4 separate regions of the Mus musculus genome follow, and all the other regions are linked to region 3. Evidence: chromatin contacts called from public promoter capture Hi-C and targeted proximity ligation data. All regions are on one chromosome and are shown on one strand. The core of a region is the stretch at or near the end of the contact, and the rest is flanking DNA. Distances in the headings are between cores, read along the strand shown. Region 1 overlaps Mark2 (MAP/microtubule affinity regulating kinase 2). Region 2 has its middle 110 kb from the start of Gm32245. Region 3 holds the start of Trpt1 (tRNA phosphotransferase 1). Region 4 overlaps Nrxn2 (neurexin II).

Region 1 (3,201 bases), core at 301-2,800, 310 kb before region 3:
CACATTCCTCTCTTGGGGTTCTTTTCTTCCCTGTCTTCAATAAATTCAGAGGTGGGTAGCTACAGACTTGGCTGGCTGCCTCCTTCAGCAATCAGCGTCCTCTCAGTCTGTGTAACGGTCCATCTAACAAGACGCAGAAGTGACCCATTTCTCTCCAAGGGTCGTCCTGCACGTCCCTGTCAGAGGCCAGGAAGCCCAGAGCCAGATTGCTGCCACCTGGCTGAATTGGCTCTTCCCTGCATCATTCACTTCTCTTGGAAGCTGAAATAGTCATATTGTCTTCCTGGGACTCTGAAAAGACACACGTAGTAAAAGATGACTGTGATCTGTATTGTACACTGTAACCCCTGGCTGAAAGTACTTGCAGCTAGGGCCTCTCTAGAAACAAAATGGCCATTACTGTCAGTAATTGAATAGTTGCCCACCCCTCTGACTCTAGGTCTAGAGTGAGAAGCTGAGGGCCTGAGTCTTACTGGGAGGCTTCAACTTTCCAGTCTTCACCTAACTGCTGACAACCAGCCTGCCTAAGATACCTGTTTTAACTGTGGCTACTTAGGGTACAGCAATGTTTACCTTCAGTCCAGGATGGCAGATAGACACATCCCCCTTGCTTTGATTATGCTATAGGGAAGCCAGCTATTCTTATATTGGCCCCAAATGTATCAAGACACTGTCAGAGGCTCACTTCCCTCCCTCTAGTTGGACATTTTCTTCCCTGTTCCTCTTGCAATAGCTCTTCTCTTCTGTGAGGCAGCAGACATTAAAAATGCTGGTTTCTATTTGGGTTCCTGTCTCTTCAGTCAGTCTCTCCTATTTCACTGCAAGCCCCAGCCATGCCAGGAGGTTTTGAAGGATCCTTATTCAAGTCCTCTGTGTCACACTGTCACCAAGATTTAGAAGATTAAGGTACTGTGTGTATGGTACCCAGAGAGCAGTGGCCCATCAGTGGGGTCCTAAGAGAATAGCTACTGTTGGTAAGGGTTTCTCAGAGGGAACTTTAGCACTGCTGGACAGGGGCCCATCATTAGGCTCATGGTAGAACCAGTACACCACTGAGCTCATCCCAAACCCCACCCCAGCTCCTAGAAGGGAACTTAGGATGAGTGGGGAATTTTTGGAGGAACGCACTGTAGCCCATTATGCCTGCCTGAGTGTTTTCTTTAGTTAGTCCCAGAAGCTAGCATACATATAAAGTCCCAGATGCCAAACAATAAAAATGAAAGGACACCCCCTCTTTTTCACAGGGTGCTTGCTGAAAGCTGTACTGGACTGTGATGGTCCTGAGTAGCAGGTGTGCCCAGGATAGCCAATGCAGTGGATTTACTCTGTGGTCTGACAGACCCCCCCCCCCTTCCATGGCTCAGGTTTTCTCCCATTCTAGTTGGCTGTCTACAGAAGATGGGCATGTAGCACCTCTGCCTATTAGGGCAAGTGAGCCTGGTTTCTGGACAGAGCAACTGGTTAAATGTTTAACAGTCACTTCAAGGGAGTAGTCACACTGTGGAAAGTCTGGTCTGATGGAGGCAGTTGTGAGGCCAGATTAGTAACAGCCCTGGGTGGTTTCTGAAACCTCCTCCTCTGGCTGACCTCTGGCCACAGTAACTTGTAGGGCAGTGAACGGGCCTGGTGGTTTTCCTCTGTCTTGCTTCTTCAGCTCCCTCTGTGAACTTGAAGGATAGGAGGCAGTAGTTTTTATTCTTGTAGGAAAAGGTGAAGTGGAAAAGAGACATGACTTTTGTTCAGCACTTTCCAGCAGCTTCTGGAATTGGGTAAGACCTGGAAGCCTGCTTCCTGGCCTGGGGCTGGCTGAACTCCTAGGCAACCTCCATAAGGATGCCACATTAGGCAAGTCAGAGCAAAGGGTTAAGTCCATATCAGTTGCATAAATGCTGAGGTAGTTTTTTGGTTTTTATTTTTTATTTTTATTTCTTAAAAATCTCATGCTTCTTTGTTGCTTTGCTTTGGCAAAGCCCCAGGAGGAGCCGGGAGATCCTGGGAGGAGATGGTGTGCTGGGTGAGTCACTGAGCTCCCCGCCGCCATCGCTGCTGTGTTTAGTTCATGCTGCCTCACTGTAGCAGGAGGCATTCTGGGAGGGGCAGGGTGGGAACGCAGCTCTGTGTAGTGGGACAGAGCAATTTGGGAGTATCCTAAGGTTGACAGGGCCTGTAACCAACCAGAGCCCCAGTTCAAGCAGTAAATGTAGCAGATACGAATGTCTCCTGCAGTCTTTATGCAGTAATTGTCACTTCTCTGATCAGGAGCTTTTTGAAATAGTTCACATTGAATTTCATTCTCTGCAACACATGCTGTTTTCCTAGCAAACCAGGAGGGACTGAATGTAGGAAGGCAGAGAGAAGAGCTGTCTAAAGTGGGAGGCCTGATTGCCACGAGAGGCAGGAGATTCCCCCTTTGAGGAAACAGGGAGCCAAGAAGTAAGCAGATGAGATATGCCACCTTGCTGATCCCTAGCTGTCTATGATCTCCAGTTTCTATTAGTGACTGATGGGCAAGAGCCCACTTGGTTGTAAGCTGGGAACATGATCTGAAGACATTTCAACTCTTCCCTTTTTTTGAGTCAAGTATTGTAGGTTGACCATGAACTTGCCCTGTCTACAGGAAATTACCTTGAACTCAGAGTCCTACTTCCACTTTCTGAGGAAAGTTTTATAGTTGTCTACAATCTCGTTTTTACAGTGCTGGTATTGAACCCATGGCCTTTTTGTATGCTAGACAAGCACTTTATTGTTTCTCCTATGGCAGACAGCAGGCTAGCTAGCCCATAAGCCTCCCTGGCCGTTTTCCTGTCTCTGTCTCACATCTCTCTATAGGGATATTGGGAATATAGATGCACACCATCATGCCTGGCTTCCACATGGGTTCTGGAAGATGGTGTTTAGATAGGCAGGGCTGGGATAGCAAACACTTTGACCCTCTGAGCCACTACACCACCTCACTTGGTTTTTGCTGTTTTGTTGTTCTTAGGACAAGCTCTTGATAGGTAAAACTTGGCTACCTAGAATTCACAGTAATCAAGGTAGCCTGGAACTCATGGCAGTTCTCCTGCCTCTGGATGATGTGATTACAAGTGAATATTACTACACACAACTCCCCAACATCTTTTCTTTCTTTGTCTCTGAGATAAGATCTCATCTAGTCCAGGCTGGTCTTGAACTTTCTATGTAGTGGAGGAAAACCTTGAA
Region 2 (3,351 bases), core at 380-2,879, 320 kb after region 3:
GGTGTGAGGAAGCCCAAACCAGCCATTCAGAGCTGTCGCATGAAGAGAGAGAGAGAGAGAGAGAGGTCTGGGAAACAGATGGATTCAATGGGAAAAGTGTTTGCCACACAAGCAGGAGAACCTGAGTTTAAAGTCCCAGAACCTGTGTGAAAACTCAGACACAGCACTGTGTCTGTAATCCCAGGGCGCCTCCTGCAAGACAGGAGCAGGGATGGGAGAATCCCTGGAAGCTTGCGGGCCGCTAGTCTCCTATGCACAGCACTGAACTCGAGAGCCAGTCTCTAAGAAGGCGAAACTGAGAACTGATGCCTGAGGGGGTGACCATTCCCTGTAATCACACGTGTCCAAAGTGGAGAGGTGGGGGTGGGGCGCTCCAGTCTCTACTGACATCGTGAGGGAGGTTAAGGCCTGAGGAGGATGCCACCATCACTGCCCGACTCTACCTGCATGAGGCTCCAGATGGGATCTACCTGGCTGAGGCCAGGGGCCTCTAATCTGGCCAATAATACAAGTGTTTCGTCCACACTTGGAGGGGTAGCTTCATATTATTGGACACTCATTGGAGTTTCCTCTGTTTCAACCATTGCCAGCACAATTGTTTCTCAGAGACTGAAAAAGGCACCTCTCTCTCTCTCTCTCTCTGTTTTACTCAAGGTCTCATGTAGCAGCGATTGTCTGGAAGTCAATATGTAGCCGAGGATGACCTTGAATTTCTGATTCTTGTGTCTCCATGGTGCTGGGGTTGCTAGTGCACACTCTCCCCCCCCCCCCAGCTTATGTGGTGCTGGGATGGGACCCAAGCCTTTAGGCACCTAGCACAAGCACCCTGACAACTGACTTACACCCGGATCCTGGTTTGGTTTTGTTTTTCTTAATTATGTTTTAGATTTATTTTATCTTATGTGTATGCGTGCTTTGTTTGTATGTGTGTAGGTGTGTCACATACATGTTGGTGCTTGGGGAGTCAGCAGAATGTGTCAGATCTCCTGGAACCGGAATTACGATTGATTGTAAGTCACCATGTGGGTATTGAGAACTGATCCTAGGTCTAACTGCTGAGTCATGTCTCTAGCCTTCTGTTTTCTGTTTTTTGTTTCTTTTAAATTTAAGGTTATTATTATTATGACAATGATGATGATGATAATGATGATGGTGATGGTGACAACGGTGTGCATGCGTGCTTTGTTTGTATGTGTGAAAGTGTACCACACACATGTTTGGTGCTTGGGTCACTCCAGTGTCTCGAGGGTTGTGGAAAAGTTGCAGGAGTCTGATCTCAATGTGCAGTGTGGGACCCAGGAATTGAACTCAGATTGTCAGGCATGGGCAGCGAATGCTTTTCCCTGCTGAGCCATCCCACCAGCCCTGCCTTTACACTTTATATTCTCTCTTACATTGATCAGCAGAAATTCTTTCCCTCACCCTCCGGTTTCGTAAAAGACTTGGCAATTGTGGGATTCTTTTCTTTCCAGGGGTGCTCCACCCCATCCTCTGCCTTGCAGGGGTGTGACCTGCCCTTCTCTGTTTCTTGGCTTGGATCAAGGCTGGAGAAAAAGGCAGGTGGGTAGAAAGACGCCTAGGGAGGCTGAACAGGGAATTTGGTTTCCAAGGCAACCAAGAGCTAGTCTTCAAACCCTCTGAGGATCATTCTTTGTCCTGTTAATAGCCAGGTGCAGTTACCTCTGTCACCTCAGCCACTGGGGCGGTGCCAGAATGGGTTCCTTAGAGAAGGTGCAGCCCTTCCTTTTTCATTTGCAGACCTTCAGTCTTCCTCAAAAACACACCCCTGCCCCAAATCTCTCCCACCCCCATGTTTTGGTGTGAAGGCTACACCCAAGGCTGTGTCCTCATGTGGTTTGTGCCCCCCAACCCATGCTCCATGTGATGAGTCCTCTGCTGCAGTTTGGATGTTCCCGCCAAAATTCAGGTTCAGTGTGAACTGCAATTATAACAGTGTGAGGAGGTGCAGCTGCCAAGGGCCTGCAATCCCAGCACTTGGGAGGGCGAGGCAAGAGGGAAGTTCTTGAATTTGAGGCCAGCCTGGGCTACATAGTGAGACTTCCATCTCAAAAATCAGATGAGGGGCTGGGGTGATGCTTCAGCTGTTTGGGACACCCGGATGGCCTCCTAGAACCCTCTGTAACTCCAGTTCTAGGGATCCAATGCCCTCTTTTGGCTCCTGTGGCTCTGGCCACAACTGTGGCAAACACCCATACATGTAAAATGATTAATAAACTAATAAAATAGAGGCATGGGATTTTTACAGGTGATTGGGCTGGAGGGCTCTGCCTTCCAGGTGGGATTAAGGATGCAACTGATGATTGACAGGGTGGTTTGTTGTCACAGGAGTGCGCTTCCCAAGAAAATGAGTTCTGTCTAATTTCCTTTCGTCTGCCTAGTGTTTGCCTCTCAGCTGTGATGATTTGGCCAGACTGCTTTAGAAGATAAGGCCCCTTGATCTTGGACTTCCAGTGTCCAGAACTATGAAGCAAACATCTTCTATAGTTTAAAACTTACCCACTTTGTGGTTTTGTGTTATACCTACAAGAAGACAATATCCTTATTTCCTTTTTTATGGGTGGGGGTTTCGAGACAGGGTTTCTCTGTGTAGCCCTGGCTGTCCTGGAACTCACTCTGTAGACCAGGCTGGCCTCAAACTCAGAAATCCACCTGCCTCTGCCTCCCGAGTGCTAAAGGTGTGCGCCACCACACCTGGCTATTTGCTTTTTAAGAATTATTTTTACTTACACATATATATGTGGGTGTTTGTGACCAGAACAGGGTACTGGATCTCTTGGAACTGAAGTCATAGTAATGTGTGTGCTGGGTGGGAACCAAACTAAGCAGCAAGCACTCTTACCCTCTCAGTCATCGCTCCAGTCTCAGCAGCACCGTTCGTTCCTCAGAGCACCGTCCAGGCTGCCTTTGCCATCACGGAGCCTGGGGATTCTGATGAGCCTGTGCTACAGGGACAACAGCCTGAGTCGGACCGCCGGAGAGAAAGTGGACATTCACGGTATGGCTTGGAGTCAGAGCAACTCCTGTGTCCCTGGATGGTCTGTTGGAGGCAAAGGAGCGCCAGCAGGCACTGGACACGTACTTTAGGCACCTGATCTCACAGAGGAGGGAATGAGGCCTGGGAAGGTAGGTTTTCACTCCACGGTACCCCAAAATGCCTCCTCATGCTGACTTGTGGATAAGATTTAGACCTGAGTCTTTCTCCCTGTGCCAGAGGAGATGTCAGGTGTCTTGCTCAGTTACGCTCCTCCCCTTTATTTAACTCATTGATTATCTTTTACATAATATATGTGTAAGGTGTATGTGTTCATATGAGTGTGTATGTGTATAGGG
Region 3 (3,409 bases), core at 213-2,712:
GCTTTGCAGCAGGCAGGAGAGAGCTCTGCTAAGGAGATGCATTTCTGCCCCAGGCCTCACTTTATTTAACATGGGAAGGTGCCCGCTTCATGGTGGGCATATTGGTAGACGCCTATAAGCTTAGCACTTGAGAAGGGCAGGCAAAAGAATCAAGAGTTCAAGATGAGGCTAGCTTAGGCTACATGACATTTTGTCCCCAAAATGAAAAATGAGGCTTTCTAGATGGTGCCACAATTAAAAAAAGCACTGGCTGTTCTTCCTAAGGACCTGGGGCCGGGTCCCAGCACTCACACGGCAGCTCCCAACCACCTGTAATTCCTGTCCCACTGGAATGCAATGCTCTCTTCTGGCCTCTGCGAGAGCCAAGTATGCACGTGGGGCAGGCAAAACACTCATGCACATAAAAAACCAAAACCAAAACCAAGACAAACAAACAAACAAAACACTACAAAAAGAAACCAGAACAGTGTGTCTGCTCCAGGGAGAGTAACATAGCAAGCACTAAGTATCCGCCCACAGCGGCCATTCAATAAACATCAGTTGTTCAGTATGCTCCTCTGTCCATCCTTGGGAAGTGTTGATTGGGCCAGTTGGTCGAAAGAGACATCATGAAGTCCAGCCTAGACAGGGGCTCCTCTTCCAGAGGATATGAAAGAGGTTCTGGGCCTTGTACATTTTTTCCCCTGTACATTTGGAGGGTGTGTCTATTCTGCATTCCTCTTGGGGCAATGTTAAGAATTAAAGTCGAGGAGACAGAGGTTCCAGTTGCTCTCTGGGCTCCCACCATTCCTCCCAGTTCCAGCATGGTTACTTACCAGCTCGCATGGGAAGTCCCAGCTTCAAGGCCCCGTGGCGAAGGGCATAGGACAGAGCCTTAGACAGCTGCACATTTCGGTCCTGAAAGAGTCCAGTGATGATCTGAGTTTCAGTAGCCAGCCCTGGATGTCCTACTGCTAAGGCAGGCTAGAACAGCGCCCATGGTGCTGCAGTCTACCCCACCAAGAAGCTAAGGCTCAGAGGGTCTCTCCCATGTCCTAGCGTTGTGGGTAAGGCTGGAAAGGTGCGCACCTGTTCCCGGGGTCTATGAGTCCTTCTACCTTCCTTCCTCCTTCCTCCAGGGGCGTTCATGATCAAGACCTGTAGGGAGCAGGGAGTGTGGGTTCTCTGCCCAGAAAGTTACAAAAGCTCAGGATAAGAACCGCACTGCTCATCCCACCCTAGTTCAGCAAGGGAACTTGAGGCCCAGCGGGCGAGACTTGCTCAAGGTCACACTGGCAGCCTCGAGGCCCGAGGGATCCGGACCAGACCCCGGGCCCTGAAATCAGATCACAGCACGGCTGCCCCGGGCACCGGGCTGGCGTATGCGTTGACAAGTAGGTCGGCGGGTCTGCATAGATCTGAAGGGCTCCACTGCGGAGGGCGGGATCCGGACCTGAACACGGACTGGCTAATGGGAAGCCAGGAAAGAAAGGGGCGGGTACTTCCGCTTGGGGAAAGGGGTGGACTTTGGGGGCCGGGCCAGCCGCTAAATTCCGAGATCAAGCTTCCAGATCCTGGGAGTAGATCAAGCGTGTCCAGGTTGGAGGTAGGACTCCTGGAGTTGGGGGGGGGGGGGGCGGGGGCCTTGAGAGTTTTGGGGACCTAGTGCTGCTGGGTGGTAGGGTTGCCAGAGGCTTTAGGGGTTTGGGACAGCAGGATTCCAGGGCGCCTGCTGAGCTCAGTACTCTTGCTGGAATGATGCTCGCAATAAGTAGTCAGGGATCTGCAAAAGGACTGGGGAGCACTCAGGAGTTCTGTGGAAGAGAGGGTCAGCTCGTTTCCTAGAGTGACAGGATGGCCATCTGTGTCCTCTGCCAGAGCTGCCCTGTCAGACTATGGACCCCGAGGTGTCCCTGCTGCTGCTGTGCCCTCTTGGGGGACTTTCCCAGGAGCAGGTAGCAGTGGAGCTGAGCCCGGCTCATGACCGTCGTCCATTGCCTGGAGGAGACAAGGCCATCACTGCCATCTGGGAGACTCGGCAACAGGCCCAACCTTGGATCTTTGATGCTCCCAAGTTCCGCCTTCACTCAGCCACACTGGTGTCCAGCTCGCCTGAGCCACAGCTGCTCCTGCACTTGGGTCTAACTTCCTACCGGGACTTCCTGGGCACCAACTGGTCCAGCTCAGCCTCCTGGCTGCGACAGCAGGGCGCTGCAGATTGGGGTGACAAGCAAGCCTATCTGGCAGACCCACTGGGGGTGGGTGCCGCACTGGTCACAGCTGACGACTTCCTTGTCTTCCTGCGCCGCTCTCAGCAGGTAGCGGAAGCTCCCGGACTGGTGGATGTACCCGGTGGGCACCCTGAACCTCAGGTAAGATGACTGGCTAGGTCCAAAGGCTCAAAATCCAAGCACTCCTGGTCCTGGTTTCCTCTTCTCATAAAGGGAAAACCGGCTTGGTATTTCTGAGCCTGCAGGCGCATGCTCTGCTGTCCAGGAGAATGTGGGGCCCAGCTGAGCACAACCCATGACTCTCCACCACTACTGGGAGGAAACAAGGTGCTCACTGCCATCTGGGAGCCCCAGCCATAAATCTAAGCTGGAACACACCTATGGAAGCTAGGGAACATGGGAGGAGAGACTGAAGGGAGGATGCCTCTTCTTATCCGATCCATGTAATCCTTCCTAGCTGGGCTTCCGATTGCTCTCCTTGGAATAGGTGGGCCTGGGTTAGGGATTGCCAGGACTCTCACACTGAGTCTGCTCCAGGCCTCCATGCCCAGCAAGAGAAAAGCGGCGGTGTGGGAAGTGGCATAGATGAAATCTGAGCCTCAACTTTTCACAGGCCCTGTGCTCTGGTGGCATCCCCCGGCACAAGGACCTCCCCGGGTTGCTGGTGGTACGAGAACTCTTCTCCAGTGTCCTACAGGAGATCTGTGATGAGGTGAGCCACCAGGACCCCAGACAGCATAGAGGGTATGGGTAAGAGGGTAGAATTGGCTAGAAATCCACAGTGCTGGGCCAGAGTGGGTCTGCATGACCCTCTCTGGCGTTGAGGAAGAGTGTGGAGTTGAAGCTGGGCCGGTGATTAAAGCTGGGCCTGTGATTCTTTGATGCTCGGTTCTCCCCACCCCCCACCCCCACCCCCACCCCCAGTGGAAACAATGAAAACTGTCTGTGTTTGCCAAAAAGTAATGAGAGTGTGTTACTGAGTCAGCCTCACTTGGGTACAAGGACTTCCCTGGATATCTGTTCCATTTCTCATCTGTAAAATGAACATGCCCAGAACCTGTATTCTGTATTATGGGGCACTTGACCGACAAGACAAACATTCGAGGGTCACAGCCATTGAGGATTGGGGATACACTCCCTTTGTTAGACTGTTTGCCGAGCACAGCGGTTCTCAGTCTTCCTAATGCTGTGACCCTTTA
Region 4 (3,254 bases), core at 164-2,663, 490 kb after region 3:
GTAGGAAGTGATGGGCAAGAAAAAGAACAGGGCTGTAGAGCCATACCAGCTTTGTTAAGGGAGGAGGATCTTGGGGTGTTGGGATGGGATGGGATTGGAGATTTGAGGGGGCAGAAAGAAGACGGTGGTAAAGACCTGTGGGAAGAAAGCCAAGAGACTGCACCCTTAGGACCCAGGCCCACAGGGAAGCCAGAAAAGGCCACTTGAGGTCCAACCACAAACAATGTGGCCAGCGGTGATGGAGTGAGAGGAGGAACTTTGCTGAGATCTCAGAACACGCACAGGGACCCTGAGGAGGCACAGGAACCCTGAGGAGACGTATGGTGTCACATCTTACCCAGGAAGAAAGTAAGGCTGGGGGTGGAGCAACACCTCAGTCTCAGCTCCCAAGAGAGGACCTAGCATCTGAGCCCCAACCTCCAAAACCAGTGCCCTTGTTCTTGTCCCTTTGCCCACTAGTCTGGGGAGACACTCATTCAAAGACCTGAGGGGCATGGCGTGCGAGATGCTAAGGGCAACCCTGCCTTCAGGACCAGCCTGCCTCACCAAGCCAGGGGAAGGCCCACTAAACCCAAAGCTAAGCCCAGTTCTGCTCCCCTGTGTCTTCCAGCAGCCATCACACACAGCAAGAGTCAGCCTGGCCCCTTCCACACGGGGCCGGCACAGGGATCCCTGGCCCCTCCCACACAGGGCCGGCACAGGGATCCTTGGGAGCCCTGGATCACTCTCAGAGACCCTGCCTAGCTCACAAAACCACACACTGAAGAACTCCCAGTCCAGCCTGAGCGAGAAAAAACCCTCTGGTCGTTAGCCACGTTGAAAGAAAGCTCAAAGGCCTGGCAATGGGGGTGGAGGTGGGGGGCGCAGGGAGGTGAGGGGTGGGTTGAGAAGCAGGACATGCAGCCATGTTCCCCAAGGCTATCTATCTGTGGGATCCAGTACTCCCCATCCCAAGATCCTGCACAAGCCACACACACCTGTCTGCACAGACTCTGTCATCCACCCCCAAGGAGGTACAGCAAGGAAACTGAGGCCGCCTTGCCTAACCGTCTTAGCGAGCCCCACCCATGCACCACCCACGGACTGACAACATCCCCAGGGAGACGATCATCTGCTCTCACACAGGCAAGGAACAGCCAAGCCTCCTGGTTACTATTGTTAGTAACGATACCACCCAGAATAGTATCGGCCCCTTGGATGTCTCTGAGGGTTTCTCCCCCCCACAAGACTCCACCCGGGCAGGGACAATGGTCAAGGGCACTGGCGGGATGGGAGCTGGACCGTCAGAGGATGGGCCAGGGGAGCTGGAAGGCAGGACACCTGGGTTTCCTAGGAGGCAGCCAAGCTTGGAGCTGTGCACTCCGGGGGAGAGGCAGCTCCCCAGAGCTGCTCCTGATGTGAAGTCAGTTGTCACTTCTGTTAAAGTCATTAATTCCTAATTCCCCAATTACCTCATTAGGCGGCGGTGGGGAGAACGCGGCCGCTCCTACAGCAAATAATTATGGGAGTCAAAATTAATTTGGCAAAGTGGAGCGACGCTTTATTAGAAACGTCAAATTGCTTTTCTCTTATTTTGCTGCCGCCTCCCCACTCTCTGAGAACTGCTAACCATGCTGTGGTGGGAGCTGATGTGTCACTGGGGGAGGAGGGGACTTGGGGGCTGCCCCCAAGGGGCTGTGAGCCCATCTGGTACCCAGCTCCCCCTCGGTGCCTGCGTCTCTTGGGACCTCCACCCTTCTCAGAATCCTCCCTATGCTCTGCAGCACCTAGGCTGCGCCCTCACAGGGCTGCACCAGGGGAGGCTTGACGGAAGAATGCCTCCTCACAGACTTCCTGCCCTTCCTGCTCTGGGAGGAAGCATCATCCCCTAAACTTCCATGCCCAGGCGACTAGTCACAGGTTACCAGGATGCGGAATGCCGTGCAATGAGCTCATTACATATATGATCTCATGTGTGGGCACATCTGGGGAAACCGAGGCTCGGAGAGCTGCAGTGACTTGCACAAGCACAGAGCAAAACTACGGAAAGTGCTGGGGCTCAAACTCACCATCAGCTCCAAAGCCACACGTGGCCTCACAGGACAGAGAAGAGGGGACAGTTCAAAAGGACTCAGGGAAACATGACAGCACCCAACCACACGGTCAGGCGACTGAAACCACAACAATCCCCGAGGAAATGAAAGCTCACAGCCACACTCTTCCAAGGGCACTGACACAAGGTCTCTCTGGGTCACCTCGACCCACAGCCATCTCTCTGTCACAACTGTCGCATGCCCACCACCACACTGCTGTCCACAGTTCACCATTTCTCTGCATGGGCTGTCACACAGCTGGCCTCCTCCCCAAGCCTGGCCTCCACCTCAGCCCCTGCTCGTCCCTCTGTGTCCTTCCCCTCCTGGGAACCAAGCTTGTCACCCACCACTGTCAGTAGTCATGCTCTGTTCACAGGATGCCATCGCTTCACACCTTGGTGTTGGAGGAGCTGGACTATAGGAACCCAGAGCCCCATCCTTGCTCAGATGGGGAAGGTCATACCCTACTCCAGCCTCCTCTGCTGGTTTTCTCCCCCTTCCTAATTCTTCTCTCCACAACACCCAGGGCTCCCCACACAGACCTTTCCAACTGGCACACAGAGCCTGGCCAGCCTGCTCTACCCTCACAGCTCAAGGCTATGGCTTGATACAAACCGAAAACTGAGGGCAAAGGAGCTGCGTATCGAGCTGGAGGCTGAGGTCGGAGGCTGGGGCTCAAGAGCGTGGAGAAGGAAGGGTGTGGCAGAGGCTAAGTTCAGAAATGAAATGGATGTAGGGAAGAGTGTAGGGCAGGGTGTGAGGCTCAACCAAGACATCAATGAGGAATGAACTGGACTAGAGTCTGTGGGAAAGACCTGGCCAAGAGGAGGATCTAAGACAGGACCAAAGGTCACAGGGAAGGGTGTGGGGCAGGACCAGAGGTCACAGGGAATGAATGATATACGACAGGACCAGAGGTCACAGGGAAGGATGTAAGATAGGACCAGAGGTCACAGGGTAGGGTGTGGAATGAGGTCAGAGGTCACAGGGAAGGGTATAGGACAGGACCAGAGATCACAGGGAAGGGTGTGGGGTGGGAATGGCCAGTGCCCTTGACCATTGTCCCTGCCCGGGTGGAAAGAGAAAGGAAAAGGGATAAATCAGCAATAGACAAATGGGATGTGAGGCTCAACCAAGAGATCAGTGAGGAATGAACTTGACTAGAACCTGTGGAAAAGACCT

The links. Promoter capture Hi-C pulls out the DNA fragments that hold promoters and counts their contacts.
Region 1: a targeted proximity ligation map of pancreatic cancer cells shows a contact between it and region 3. A contact is called at or near these places in 4 of 39 promoter capture datasets (cranial neural crest, frontonasal cranial neural crest, liver and 1 more), 1 of 484 Hi-C or Micro-C datasets (CD4 T cells), 5 of 130 datasets of targeted methods (the NIH/3T3 cell line, bone marrow-derived macrophages, effector CD8 T cells and 2 more) and 2 of 9 other capture datasets (adipose tissue and liver).
Region 2: a targeted proximity ligation map of embryonic stem cells shows a contact between it and region 3, with 3 times the contacts expected there. A contact is called at or near these places in 2 of 39 promoter capture datasets (the C10 cell line and embryonic stem cells), 1 of 484 Hi-C or Micro-C datasets (embryonic stem cells), 5 of 130 datasets of targeted methods (bone marrow-derived macrophages, embryonic stem cells and large pre-B cells) and 1 of 9 other capture datasets (adipose tissue).
Region 4: a promoter capture Hi-C map of pre-B cells shows a contact between it and region 3. A contact is called at or near these places in 13 of 39 promoter capture datasets (the 3T3-L1 cell line, 3T3-L1-derived adipocytes, the C10 cell line and 6 more), 14 of 130 datasets of targeted methods (the NIH/3T3 cell line, T-cell acute lymphoblastic leukemia, embryonic basal ganglia and 9 more) and 1 of 9 other capture datasets (embryonic stem cells).

The regions. Positions count from the first base shown.
Region 1 is chr19:7,300,965-7,304,165 of GRCm38.p6, reverse strand. All of the region lies in intron 1 of Mark2 (MAP/microtubule affinity regulating kinase 2), which reads left to right. Gm17227 (predicted gene 17227) reads right to left here. Exons shown (of 2, transcript NR_167892.1): 2 at 1-291. Among named protein-coding and RNA genes, the nearest start is that of Gm17227, 4.9 kb to the right of the region's middle.
Region 2 is chr19:6,674,064-6,677,414 of GRCm38.p6, reverse strand. No RefSeq gene overlaps it. Among named protein-coding and RNA genes, the nearest start is that of Gm32245, 110 kb to the right of the region's middle.
Region 3 is chr19:6,994,184-6,997,592 of GRCm38.p6, reverse strand. It overlaps Trpt1 (tRNA phosphotransferase 1), which reads right to left and starts at 1,462. Exons shown (of 7, transcript NM_153597.2): 1 at 1,069-1,462; 2 at 816-897. The coding sequence starts at 1,128. Nudt22 (nudix (nucleoside diphosphate linked moiety X)-type motif 22) reads left to right here and starts at 1,556. Exons shown (of 6, transcript NM_026675.2): 1 at 1,556-1,585; 2 at 1,858-2,351; 3 at 2,824-2,922. The coding sequence starts at 1,875.
Region 4 is chr19:6,505,425-6,508,678 of GRCm38.p6, reverse strand. The region is part of intron 18 of Nrxn2 (neurexin II); the gene reads right to left. Among named protein-coding and RNA genes, the nearest start is that of Gm52381, 9.8 kb to the right of the region's middle.